Regions from separate parts of the Gossypium arboreum genome. Here region 2 is linked to region 1. A link is a contact called in public Hi-C data. All regions are on one chromosome and are shown on one strand. Each heading gives the region's core, a stretch centred on a gene start, on an enhancer-like site or on the middle of the called end of the contact. The rest is flanking DNA. Distances are from core to core; before and after follow the strand shown.

Region 1 (6,997 bases), core at 2,472-4,971:
AAGTGAAGTTGCAACAACAACTCGTCAAGTGATGAATATTCAGTCAAAATACCCATCCTCTTTCGCTCTGCATCCTCAAGATTATCAATGGGAACATCATATCCACACGTGGCAGGAGTTTCACAGCCACCATCAAGCTTCTGTAACCTATCACCACTGGACTTTAGAATCGACGGGGATCCAGTCATTTGGCTTGCAGCTCTACTGATACGCTCACCGATCTTAAAGGAAGGCTTCGGGAAATGAGGTGTGCTTAGAGACCCTTTAGATGTCTTCCTCCCTTCCTGCATCACAGAGTCTTCCGAGGAATCAATGGCTTTTCTTTTCTTGCCAAATGATGATGAAGGGGGCTTATTACCTATCACATCAGACCCGATTTCACCATCAGGAGAATCAAATGTCTCACTCATTAATTCGGACAAGCTTCTCTCCTTTTTACTAGGATACAATCCATCCTTCAGATTATGCTTCCGTTTAAGGTAAGATCGTCTCCGAGACTTCGAAGCCTCGGATTTTTGCTCACCATCCGTATCCATAGGAGTAGCACAGTCAACTACCTCGAGCCTTTTCTCCTCAGAAAATTGGGATTCAGGCAGCTGATGATAACCTTTTAAACGATAGAATGCCAACAATTGAGCTTTAGCAATCACAAGGTCGATTCGATCACCCCCACTGTATGGAGACTCCGCTAATTCTTTCATATAGTCAATTAATTTGTCTGGCTCAAAAGAACTAACACTTAAAGATACATCAACACCATCTCTTAAACTTGATTCTTCCCGAACTCCGGTATTCTCAACTTTTTGGAATTTTATCCTGTCATAGGCATCCTTCGGTATGCAAGGGCAAGCCAGACCAAGCTCGACTCGTCTAGAAACTTCTTCCAAAGCACAATTGACTGCATTCTCGAATGATTCTAAATTACTTTGCTTCACTATTTGAGAGAAATGTGTTCGGAACGGCTTCAAAACAGATGGTTCATTCCAAGCAAATGTCCGATCCCCAAAGTATGCCACGAGAAAGCTGTCCTTCTTTTGATACTTCACTGCCTTCTTTGAAGCATCAGAAGGATCAAATATCTGTCCTGGCCACCATGGATGGCTCTTGACCTTACCCCAGACTAAATCAGAAACTGAAAATCCTCCTTCTTCCTCGGACAGAAGCTGCTGGGCTTGATGCATCTTTACGCCACTCAAGGACTTAAGAGCTGTCTGTTTAACAGTTTGATAATCTACGTTGGTTGGCTGGTCAGAGTCGCTATCATGTTCTACGACTTCCATTTCTTCCACTTGTTCTAAACAATCCGGTTCATCACTAGTAACTTGATCTTCAACATTCATTTCTTGCTCTACACTTGAATCGTCCTCAGAAACCACATTTTTAGCTAACGGATCTTCATTTCCTGACAACTGTAACTCCTTATCAGAAGCAACAGCAGGAGATATTTGGTTCAAAACATTGTTATCAACTTTTGCGGCTTCAACTTCACCACTACCAACAAATACATCCATTTGGTGACCTAATGATTCCGAAACATCACTTGGATCGCGATTTTTTGGGCTAACTCCCATTTTCTCAACTTTAACATCTTGCTCTGCATCAAAACCGACTTCTTTAGCATCGGAAACCTGCTTTTCTGCAAGCACTGCTTCCCCCGTGCTTAAACCAACTCCCTCTCCTCCGTCAATAATTGGCTCAGGTTTTAAGGATTGGACATTACCTGCACAAGATAAACCCCGACCAAATCAATATTGTAGGAACCAAAAAAAAAAAAAGAAAATCAATTTAAAATAATAATAAATAATAAACTCTTTCAACTTCACCCGTATCATGTTTTTGGGTGCTTAGATGAGGAGTTTTAACCTCCATCTGCTGTTGCTCGTAATCAGTACCTTGCTTGTCAATTTCCATGTTGGAACTAACCTGCAAAAGACGATGAATCAATCTGGTCCAAAGATGCATATTTTTACCATCGGACTAATAGAATTTGGAAGTACCTTCTCATCTAATTGGCCTGCGGCAATCGATCCAGTTGACTGACATGAATAGACCGGATCTGCATATATAATGTCGAGATTTTCAGTGCTAACACCTAATCTCAAACTTCATGGCTGTTCTTCAACTTGAATTTTCAAATTATGATCAAAAGCACTAATTGTCACTTTTTCATACCTTTAGCTTCAGAACCAGGAACACATTCAGCAGTAACCAGTGTATTGACATTCAGGGATGTGGCATCTACACCGACATTCGCAGCTTTCTTTATCAGTTCAGATATAGGAGTTTCTTGACCACCATCTAAGGCAATCAAATCTTCCTCATCAATTGCCATTGCAGCTTCCTCAACAATTTTAGTTTGTACACCTGAATCTTCGGATGCAGCAGACAAACATACAACTCGTTTCTGGTTTCCATGATTCAATTCATAACTATCCAAATTACCAACTTTACCTGTCTCCTTAGCTTGATTCAAATCTCCCCCACCTTCATTAATTCCGCTAGACTGCTCTGCGTTCTTACCTGCAGAACTATCTAGTGCACTGAAACGTAAAACCCTGGCTCCATTTACCTCATTCCAAGCCTTAGCTTCACCCCCTGAAACCTCATACCTTGAACCCAAATCACCAGCTAAATCACCTTCACTATCTAAGGTACTCGGATTACCCTCCAAACCAACTTCATCAGACTCATCACGACCACAAACTACATCATTAGAACAAGACCAAACCACACCTCCATTTACCTCATTCTGAGCCCTAGCTTCACCACCCAAAACCTCATTCCTTGAACCCAAACCACCTACCGCATGGCATTCACTATCTAAGGTTCTCATGTTAACCTCCAAACCAACTTTACTGAACTCTTGATGACCACAAACCGCTTCATCAATAGAACGGGCCTGAACTGCCCCTCCATCTCCCCCATCAATATGAACATGAGAATCCAAAACCTCCACCGTTACATCATCTCCATTACCAAGACCCGCTTCACCTCCTTCCTTGATCCGAATTCGATCCTCGCAAGCCATTGTTTCAACCACAATTTCACTAACAGTTACTGAAGATTCTGAAACAATACTCACTGAATCACCCTTCTCTTTTGCCTCATCCATTCAATAACCGATCTGGGTATTTTCCAAAATCATCAAAATTAAAGCTCCAAGACTGAAATTTGTAGGAGAAAAAAGAAAAAAAATAAAAACCGATAAAATAGACATTTTCAGACCATATAAATTATAGTGATAAAAGAACTCAGCAACTGTTTCACTAACTAAGCAAACTATTTCCTTAGCTTCATCCATAAAAATTCCAGGTGTTACTCAAAATCATTAAAAAAAAAAGGCTTCAGAATTTAAACTTCTCAAAGAAGGAAAAAAGTGGAAATTCTGATGAACCCTAATGACAAAAACTAAAACAAATATAAAGATACCTTCAAACTGAGAAATAGTAGGAGCAATGAAAGGAAAAGAAAATGATGAAAATTTTATTTCATAAACTAAAGAGATAAGATCTGAAGGTAAAGAATTTATGTTTACCTTCGAAAAACCTCGTGGCAAGACAACGGAAAAGGGCCTGAGGAGGATTTGAGTTTTGAAAGAGAGAATGAAAAAAAGTACCGAAGAGAGAATGGAGGGTTTATTTAACAGATCCAAAGACAATAAACAAAAGGAATAATATAATTTTTGCTCCTTGAAGTTAGTAACTAGGTTCATTTTGGCACTATAATTTTCTTTTAGATATTTAAACTTGACAACCAAATCCATTTAGTTTCCGAACTTAGATTTCGTCAATGATTTAATAACGTGATTAGTGTTCTATCAACATGATCGAATTGGTCAATTAAACTAATTGACTGAGAACCAATCAATACACTAGTCCAAACAAATGAGTCAATTGATTCAGAAACTACTCAAATCCAGTGAAACTTGAAACTGAGACAAAAACCGGTAGTTGAACTTTGTAGAAACCATTTTTTCTTTTTGAAAAATAGGGATCGACTTTAAAATAAAATATGGAGTCGCCACCAATCCTTTTTGTTTAGGTGTGATCAAATCACCTAATAAAACATTTTATTTTATTGAAATATTAATTTTGGCCTACGAGGTTCAAGAAAAATGGGTTCGTGAGTCGGTTACGTACGAGGAAGGATTAGCACCCTCGTTACGCCCAGAATTGGTACCTAATTGATTAAATAATGTCCTTATGTCTAAAATTTAAAAAGATTTTGAAATATGGTTTCTTTTAAAACATTTGAATAATTTGAATTAGATGTTGAGATTCTCTTGTCTAGAAAGAATAAAATATCATATCCAGCGCGTTTGGATACGACATTTCAAACTCTCTACCAAGGTCATATTATGATTTCCAAAATTCATGCATTGAAACTTTAAAAGGATATCCAATTATTCGGTCAAACGATAAATCGAAAACCAGCACTTCAGGCACGATTTCTCGAATTTCCAAACACGAAATACTTTCTTATTTTGAGAGATTTTTTAAATGAGGGTAATGATGAAAGTGGTGAAGTACATTTATTCGGTTTATTTGAAATAAAAAATGAAATGACCAATTTAAGGTAAATAAGTAAGCAGACTCGATCATAAATCAATACACAGAAATACGAAAGCAAAGTAACTAATATGGAAGATGTACATGGTTAATATATTACACCAATTATCAATAATATTACAAAAGTGCAAATATGTAAATTAAAGCACATAAAAACAAATAATAAACAAACAAACAATTCATAAAATAAACTATATGTATATAACCAAACAATACATGCAAAACTTTGAAATTAACTATAAATAAGTAAAAATAATTAATGTATAAAATACAAAGTTTAACATACAATGATCTTCAAAAATAAGTATTATAAGAAGAAATTTAAAATTAGTGCTATATTTACAACTAAAATGAATAAAACTATAATACAAATTATACACATGTATGCCCATATAAGAATTTAAAACTGTACATGTCAGAAAATTTTAACATAAATGAATTATATAAATATAATCTTATGAAAATGTATAAAAGAATATATATCAACTACTATCTATATAATATGAAATTCATGATTATACAAAATAATTTAAAACAAGATGTATTTGTTCATAATAATTAATTTACATAAAGTAAAAATTTAATATAAATAATGTATATATAAAAGAATAATAATATAAGAAAACATTTGAAACAAACAAAATATAATATCAAAATTGGATTCTTAAAAGGAACAAATAGAGTGATCATGGTTTTGATTTGGCACCAAGGCCCGCTTAGAAAAATGGGAGGGTTTGGGTAAAATATAGGCCGAAAAATGGGCTTGGGCAAAAAACGAGGCCCGTTTAAAAAGCGGGCAGACCTCGAGTAAGAGTTTTTTGGGCGGGCCCGGCCATTTCACCTACCAATTATATATTAATATATTTTTGTTTTTATTTTTAATTATTTTAAATTTTAATATAACTATTTTTTATTATATTGTTAATTTGTGTATTGTTTTAAGAATTGTTTTAGTATTATTTTATTTGTTTTAATATTTATTTTATGTTTTTAAATATATTTGATTTATTATATTTTTAAATTTTTTATTTAATAAAATAAGAAAAAAATTAATATGGGCCGGGCAGGGCTCAGGCTTAGTAATTTTATTTCGGGCGGGCTTGGGTAAAATTTTAGGCCCATATTTTGGTCGGGCGGGCCGGCCTAGTAGACGGGCCTAAAATTTTACTTGGGCCGGCCGAACCGGCCCGAACCCGCCCGGCCCGCCCATGATCACCTCTAGGAACAAATAATATACATAAATAAATTTAAAAGAAGAAGTATATGAACACGTTCGAGAAGGGATGGGATTTAAATAAGTAATTCGATTTAAATTATATATATTTATATATAAATATGAATGTATGAGGATAAATATTATATAAAAAATTTAAACATAGAATTACATGGAGAAAATTTTAAAATAATAAATTATATAATAAAAGAATTCAATAATATACAAAAGAAAAAAATGAAATTAATAAAATAGTCCAAAATAGTATGTTAAAATAATAGGTTAAAAAATGAATAATAAATAAATCTTAAGAATATAAAAACATAAATGTAAACTTAATTGAAATAAGAAACAAAATTGAAAGGATAATTTATAAATAAAGCAAATCATTAAAACAGAGCTGCGGATTGAAATAAAATGTGCACAAATGAGCAAGGACTTAGAAGATAAATATCCCGAATCTCAAAACACAGCGTTCAAATAAGGATTGAATTGAAACAAAGCGTAAATCCCAGGGAAAATGTAAAAACAAATAAAACATGATCGGGGCTTAATTAAGGATCAGTGCAGGAGGGGAGGGACTTATAGCACAAATATCCCTTCACCGCAAAAACGCACAGGTCCTGAGGGTAAACGAGTCGAGTGGATGGGTTGCGTCGTGAAACGACGCCGTTTCAACGCCAATACTTACGGCTTAAAACGACATCGTTTTTAAACACATATAAAAGCTAAAATTTGCCCTAAAAAATCATTTAGCAGACCATTTTCTCAAAACAAAACCCTAAATCATCTTTTAAATTCTCTTAATCTCCCATGCAGACTTCGACGGCACCAAAATATGCTTCTATCTCTGCCACGGCTTCAAACGGCCCCTAGGAATTCGTCTGCCTTTGGATCGAAAGAGCAAACGCCGACTAAGTCGACACCAAAACCACCAATAAGTAAACCCCTTCCCCATTTTAGATTCGTCGAATAGATTCAAAAGAAAGTAAAAAAAAAAAAAGAACAGAGAAATAGTCTGTGCATCACCTTTCGTAAACTGTTTTTGAATTGATTTCTATCCTTTCAATATGCCTGTGTTCGTTTTTTCTTTACATTTGATTCTCTTCAGCTTTATAGCCCAAAAAATAAATAAAAATAAAAGAAAAAATACAAATTTCCTTGTTGTAATTTGTTATTATTTGCTGTCAATTGTTGTTTGCTATTTTCGTTTGTT
Region 2 (6,997 bases), core at 3,028-5,527, 280 kb after region 1:
AATAACCTGTACTCATTGAATTTTACCTGGATGACTTTTGTGATAATCCCGGGACCCTGCTATTTCAACAAAAAAGAACAGTTATGAGAAAAAAAAACTATGTTGCTCTGAATCTTCATTTCTTTTAAGTACTTGTGTCCAACGCCTATGTTCAACGCATTTTGGTTGCATGAGTATGAGATATAACCCTTCAAATACCCCTCCAATTACATGGAAAAAACTTTCAAAATTTTTTTTGAAGACACCCATTTTGGACACATTCATATCTGCTACCCAAAACTTGAATTCGAAAAACATAGGAAAACAACACAGTTTAAAATCCCAGGTCCCTAATGCCGTCATAAAAAAGATACGCACCTCAAACTTTTTCTCAATCCATGATATTCCTTCGAAACATTTTGATTTGAGAGATTCCCATGGCTGAGGAACTTTAATAGTCTCCACGTGCTGTAGAACTCTCAAGCTATCTGCAAAAAGAGTGTATTGTTTCAATTGATTTTATTGTTTAAATCTTCAGCCTTAAATACAAATCAAAGCCTAGCGATTTAATTCAGCATATTATCAGATCCTAATTGTTTCTTTTCATTTTCTATGAAGCATCCATGTCCAACACCTGGATCCAACACACATTTATGGAGGTATAATTCCCAAACCTTCGATAAAAAGATTAAACTACCTAGCAGGTCCATGTACCATAGGCTGAAGAGAACATTAGTACCTCTACTTCAAAGGTGAACAATTTAGCCCTTTTACATTTGATTTTGAAGCAAATTTGTAAATTTTAAATGCAGTACCCTTAACATTTAAAAATGCTGACTTTGTTTTAAAGAAACATAAGAAGAAAAATTCAACATTTTCTAAAACATGATAAGTACTAAATAGCTCGTTTCTTCACTGTCATTTTAAAACACAAGTATTTCTTGAACAGCAGTGTTTTCTCAGTCACTTTAAAACAATTTTACCTATTGCTTACGTGCATTTGCATGTACAATGCTGAAAAATGATGGCAAATCCAAACAAAAAATTATAAAATAGAAAATAGTTTACTGGTAACAAATGCCTCTTCCCAAAGTCGATGTTTTTCCCATGATGGTGCAACTTCACAAACTGGGATGCCTTTGCTATGGCATACTCTGCACGGATCGGATTGGACAGTTCACAATTTAGCACAGAAGATCATAGTAGATGCATATTATTTGTTTAATTCTAGTAGATTGAATTACTCGTATCTGCCATCCATGTCTGACACATTTGGACATGACTGAAAATATGACCTTCCAAGAATCTTTCAAATTCATGAAAATGTTTGAAAAAAATTGAGTAGACTTATGTTTGTATCCTACACTTATACCACTGATCCACCTCAAGAGCGCTGCACCAGCAATCAATCATGTAAGAATCTAAGATCTTTACAAGGTTTGGATACGAGTAATTTAGTAGAGGGCTTACCAGCTTCGAAGTCAACATGCCATTGACACAAAATAGAAATGATACTGAATGAACATAGTAAATTCTATGTAACTTTGATTCTTCATTTTCTTATAGTACATTTGACACATTTTCGGACATTAAATATGAGAATATGATCTTCAAATACATGAAAAAAACTAAAATAAAAATTAATATAAGCGCATCTGACACACCTATATCTAACAAACACCCAAATCCAACTGACATAAGTTAAATTTTATATGAAGCAAAGACTTTAGTTGAATGATTCCTTTCAGATAACAAAGAACAAATAAAAGAAAATTGAATTTCAAATATGAGAGAAGAGCTTACTCAATTACCAGTTGCCGAATAACACCGGGAAGAACACCATCGGAAACAGGCGCCGTCTGTACTTCAACGGAATACACATTATTGTAGCCATCCAGGTATTTCCCCTCTGCTTCACTCTTATCCTAAAAGCAAATGCCATAGGAGAATACAGATAATAAAATTAAGAGAAGAAGAAAGGAAGCACATAAACACCCATAGCTACACCAACACAACACAGAATGAAAATCGCTATAAAATAGTCGTAAAATATCATGAAAATCCATATTTTTCTACAATTCAGCCAGGCTCTTAGATTGTTAGACCTATGTTTCTTAGACCTGGGTATGAGTATCATATACAAGTGTGTATCAAATATGTTTTTTTTTCCTATGTTTTTCTATGTATTTGATGAATCCAAATCATATCCACATAATCATATCCACATACCCATATCTGAATATGCATTGGACACAAATCTCGAACAAAAGTACTTCAAGAAAAATGAAAAACTGGAACAACATAGGTCAAACTACTATCTTAATCTTTCTCCTAAAGTTGGCATCTAAAACCAGAAAATCATTCGATGCATGAAACATATACTCCCAATATAATGCTTAGAGCAAACAAGTCATTCACATAATTCTATGTTTCTGGCAATTGTATGAGTGTCCAGCACTGATATGTGCAAATTTCTTTTTCTTCTAAATTTTCCAAATACAAGGGTCATATCATATCCCCCATACTTATTGTTGAGAAAGTCTTGGATACAAGTGTTGAATACAAGTATTTTAAGAAAAATAGTGTCAAAGTACCCTATATAAACCCTTCCAAGTGTAGGTTCTGAATTCTTGAATACTTACCCTTTGGCATATGACAAAGAAGTTTGTAATGCAGCCTTCAAGTATTCGATCACCATCGTTAGACAACAAGAGCTCAGTCACTGAAGGAGGCCTCAATTTCTCCAATGGCTTCCTTAACCTATGCAGAATGTAAAGTTGTCAAATCGAAAGTTCATCACAAAATATCGAAAAGATATAAAGAAAACCAAAAAGTTCACATATATACGCATATATATATAATTATCTTGGTCCAACTCTTCATATTTCTATCCGATATCCATGTCCAATGCATACCCTGGCATTGATATTTCTATCCGATATACATAGAAATTTTGGGAAAAATTGTGCATACCCATGTTGGACATATATTTATAATTGACTCTCACATCCAAGTCCGACTAACATAAATTATCCACCAAAAAGAAAGACGAAACAACCTCAATAAGTCAATTTACGTTTTTCTTCCACCTGCATCTTAAATTTTCACATTTTCATGAAAATCTCAACTTATTTTCTTCCAAATGCAACTTGGCAATATCATACACCAACAACACATGAAAAATGTAACTAAAACATATTGCAGATGTAAAAGTAACATGAAAAAGATATGGATATATGAATGTATCAAAATGATTTAATTGTGAAATGTTCCCAAGAAATTTATAGAAATATTAAAAATTTTAAATATGATTATGACAATAAATAAATAAAGACAGGATACTAATACAAGAATTACAAGCAATTCTAACCTTACCCAATCTGAATACTTAGCATCGGCAAGATCCCTTCCGTGACCCACCAAAGCCAAATGTGCTCCACTTTCTTCTATCCCAAACACAGGAGGAATATAACTCCCTATATGCAAATGAAGATCAAGAACCTGAAAAACTCCTTTATCATCATCATCATCACCACCACCACCAACATTCTTCATTGCCTTCAGCTTCTCGATATCCCCAGAAACAAGAGCAGTAACCGCCAACTCCTCCCCTTTAGACCTCTCCTTGAGAGCAATGGGTAAAACTTGACTCAATGAATTACTAACCAATGACCGAATCCTTGACTCCCATTTCAATGCAGTGACAGGAAAAGGAGAAAATAACAATGGGCTTTTCTTGTTCGTCTTGAATATGAGTTCTGGGTTTGAATTTAGTAGAATTCTTGTAGAATTCGACAATCTTTTTAAATGTCTCTCCCAAAACAAAAGGGTTGTTCCATTTTCATGCGTTCTAGTTGTTGTGTAAGATCCTGAGAGTGGGAAAAGTTAATTTAATTAAGTGTTTTGCAAATTTTCAGTAAGATTTTTCTTCTTTTTTTTTGTTGACTGAAAAAGAATGGAAAGAGATGGAAATGGGTTTGGGTTTTAGTACCTGGAAGGGATTCAAGGAAAGTAGTGATGGGAGGAGCATCGGAGGAGCAAGAAAGGACGCCCTTGCTGTAGAGAAATCTCATGCTGTCCATCTTTTGCTCTGGCAGCGTTGGACAGATAAATTGAAGTGTTATTAGTAGATTGGGTTCGGGTTAAAAAAACTAAAGGTAAACAAGTGAGAAATAAAAATAAAATGGAGCAACATAAATGATACAATTATACAAATAAATAGGCAAATGCCTAATTTATTTTTTTTTAATTAGGCTCTTAAGTCATTTTCTTTTTTTAAATGGAGAGAAATAGGATGTTTTTGAAGGATTAAAATAAAGAGAGGATGAAGGATAGAATTTAAAATTGCATGTTCTTTGATGGCAGGTTAGATTGATAGGTAAGAAAGTAGAAACTAGATTTTAGGCTTTGTTATGGCTTTGGGCTTGGGCTTGGTTTTTGTGTAAGAATGGGTTTGGATATTGGGTTTAAGATATTTGGGTTTGGGGTTAATTTTCTATACTAAAAATTTGTATTTATAAAATATGAAAATATATGCATATATAACCGAGTTAGGTTTGGGTTTCAAAAATTCTATTCAAAGCTCAACCCGAATAGAAAACGGGCTGACATTTTTACCCAAGCTCATTTTTCAGGCTTTGTTTACTTGTCCAAACTTTCTCATATTTCGAGCATGTCTTTTGACTTGGGTAAGTAACTCAACCTTTGGACAACTCTGATGCCACCCTATTTATGGGCAACCCCAACTTGATCCTACTATTAGAAATGTCCCACATGGATGGCTAGGATCAATTATAGCCTAATATATCTCCCTAAGGCGTTTTTTTTTGCCTTCTAAGGCGATTTAAGGCCATTTTAAGCCATTCTCATGCACCCTAGCCCATTCTAGGCACTTCTGGTAAGTACTGGAAGGTTCCAATCGATTCTAGTGCTTCTCTTGCGCTCCATGCCCTTCTAGCATACCCAAGGCAGTTTTGGCGTGCTTGCTCACCTAGCCCTACTAACTTGGTTTTAACTCCCTAGCAACCCAATTCTCCTTTATCCATTGCTGCTTACGAGTTTTCTCAATTCTAGAGGGTTCCTTAAGTTGCACCACCATTCTGAATGCTTTTCCAATCTTCTAAAGACTTCTCCTACCTCTAGAAGCTTAGCCACCCTTATTAGAGGCCCAAACCCTTGATATCTCGAGAACTCTTCTAGTGTCTTGGTTGGCATTTTTTAACCTCATTGGCACTCCTATTTGCCTTCCTCGGTCTCAACACATGGTAATATGACACCAGCTTATCACATACTTCATAAATCCATTCATAAGGGAAATTGGGATTATCAATACTTGAAGAGTACATGAAAAAAAATCTCAATAGTCTCAATGATACAGGTTCAAATTTTGATTCAAGTAATTAAGAAATTAGTCAAGGATCAAGAAATCATGATAAAAGGTATATGTTAAATGCTAGAAAGAGAATAACCCAACAAATATGGAATGTTCAAGTAATTATATAAAATTGCATATAATGTTTGCTTCTCTTGTTACTTTTATCAATGATCATATTGTCTCGACTCCTTTTTAAATTAACATATGATTATTTGATTTTAATTTTACTTCTTGTTTAAAAAAATTCTCAAGTATTATTGATAACATTTTTATAATAATTAACATTTAAAAAATTGTAACTATGTAATTATAATTTACATTACCAAACATAATCTAATGAATCACAATGTTATACCATGTGGGAATTTATAATTCCTCATAATTACAAGTGAATATAATTAATGCCCAAATAATTACACTTTCATCTAATTAATTTGTGGTACCCAAATCTACTCTTAGGGTGTCTTAGTTTCACGGAAAATGTTTTATGCATTTCCCTATGATTGTTTCATGGAAAAATAACTTGTTCAATGGAAAATAATTTACAGGAAATAAGTCTCTTTTCTTGTAATTGATTTATCCTTTTGAAACTGGTAAGTCATTTTCTAAAGAGTTCTTTTGTGAGTAATTTTATTTTTATATAAAAATTAAATTGAATCAAGTCTAATATTATTATATTAATATTTTAATTTTAATTTTAAACATATTTAAAAATATTAAATGTTGATATAAAATATTATAATTTTAATATGATTAAACATACATACTTAATTGTTTATAATATAATAAATAATTATTTTAATAAATTATTTAATTTTATAATTTTATTTTAATAATTAAAATTTTGAAAATAATAATGTTAAATTTTAAGTAATATTCTTAATATATTATCGAAAAATATTTATATTAATATTTTAATAATAAATATAAATTACAATCTACAAATATTTAATAATAGATGTTTTATAATATAAAATATGATTAATTTAATTAAATCAAATATGAGTATTTGTTTAAACCATTCTTCACTTTATTTATTCCTACCAATTCTAATGCGTCATTTTCCACTCATAATAAATTAAAATTTAATTTACAATTTTATTATTAAGTTTATATATGATAATGTTACTATAATATTTTGTAACAAATATATTTATGTTGTGTTTATTTCACTAAGAATAATTTTTAGAAAATAATTTTTAAGAAAATTTATTTAACAATAAAAATATTTTTCACAGAATCATCTAAATACTAAAAATGATGACTTTTCAAAACAATCCATTTTCTAAAAGTTATTTTTGAATGCTTCTCTTAGAAAAACAAAAGCAACGTTAAAAGTTACATATATTCTCAATTGATAATTAAAATTATTAATAAATTAAAATAATGATTAGAATTATTTTAATTTAAAATATTATACATTCTTAACAATTATCATTCCAAAAATGCTCCTGATTTGTTTAGTTTTTGAATGGTTATTATTCTAAAGTTAAAGGTTCATCTAAAATTTAATAAGGTTTAAATAAAAATATTAAACCTAAAAATAGATTTAAACAAAAAATTAAACTCGTTTAAAATATGAGTCATCTTTTAACTTAAATATTCAAGGCCCAAGTTCAACTCAATCTATTTTTAAGTTTATAA

What was found. Hi-C and Micro-C count contacts between places; a contact is called where the count stands out from the background.
Region 2: a contact with region 1 is called in a Hi-C map of leaf, with 2.4 times the contacts expected there. The contact joins the promoter of LOC108457955 here to the promoter of LOC108460265 in region 1. A contact is called at or near these places in 2 of 5 Hi-C or Micro-C datasets (both in leaf).

What each region holds. Positions count from the first base shown.
Region 1 is chr4:34,893,964-34,900,960 of ASM2569848v2, forward strand. LOC108460265 (salt stress-induced hydrophobic peptide ESI3-like) reads right to left here and starts at 3,722. Exons shown (of 6, transcript XM_053027107.1): 1 at 3,536-3,722; 2 at 2,173-3,124; 3 at 1,998-2,056; 4 at 1,824-1,923; 5 at 1-1,720. The coding sequence starts at 3,112.
Region 2 is chr4:35,175,302-35,182,298 of ASM2569848v2, forward strand. It overlaps LOC108457955, which reads right to left and starts at 4,278. Exons shown (of 8, transcript XM_053026448.1): 1 at 3,971-4,278; 2 at 3,350-3,848; 3 at 2,622-2,739; 4 at 1,783-1,904; 5 at 1,048-1,133; 6 at 358-467; 7 at 27-59. The coding sequence starts at 4,061.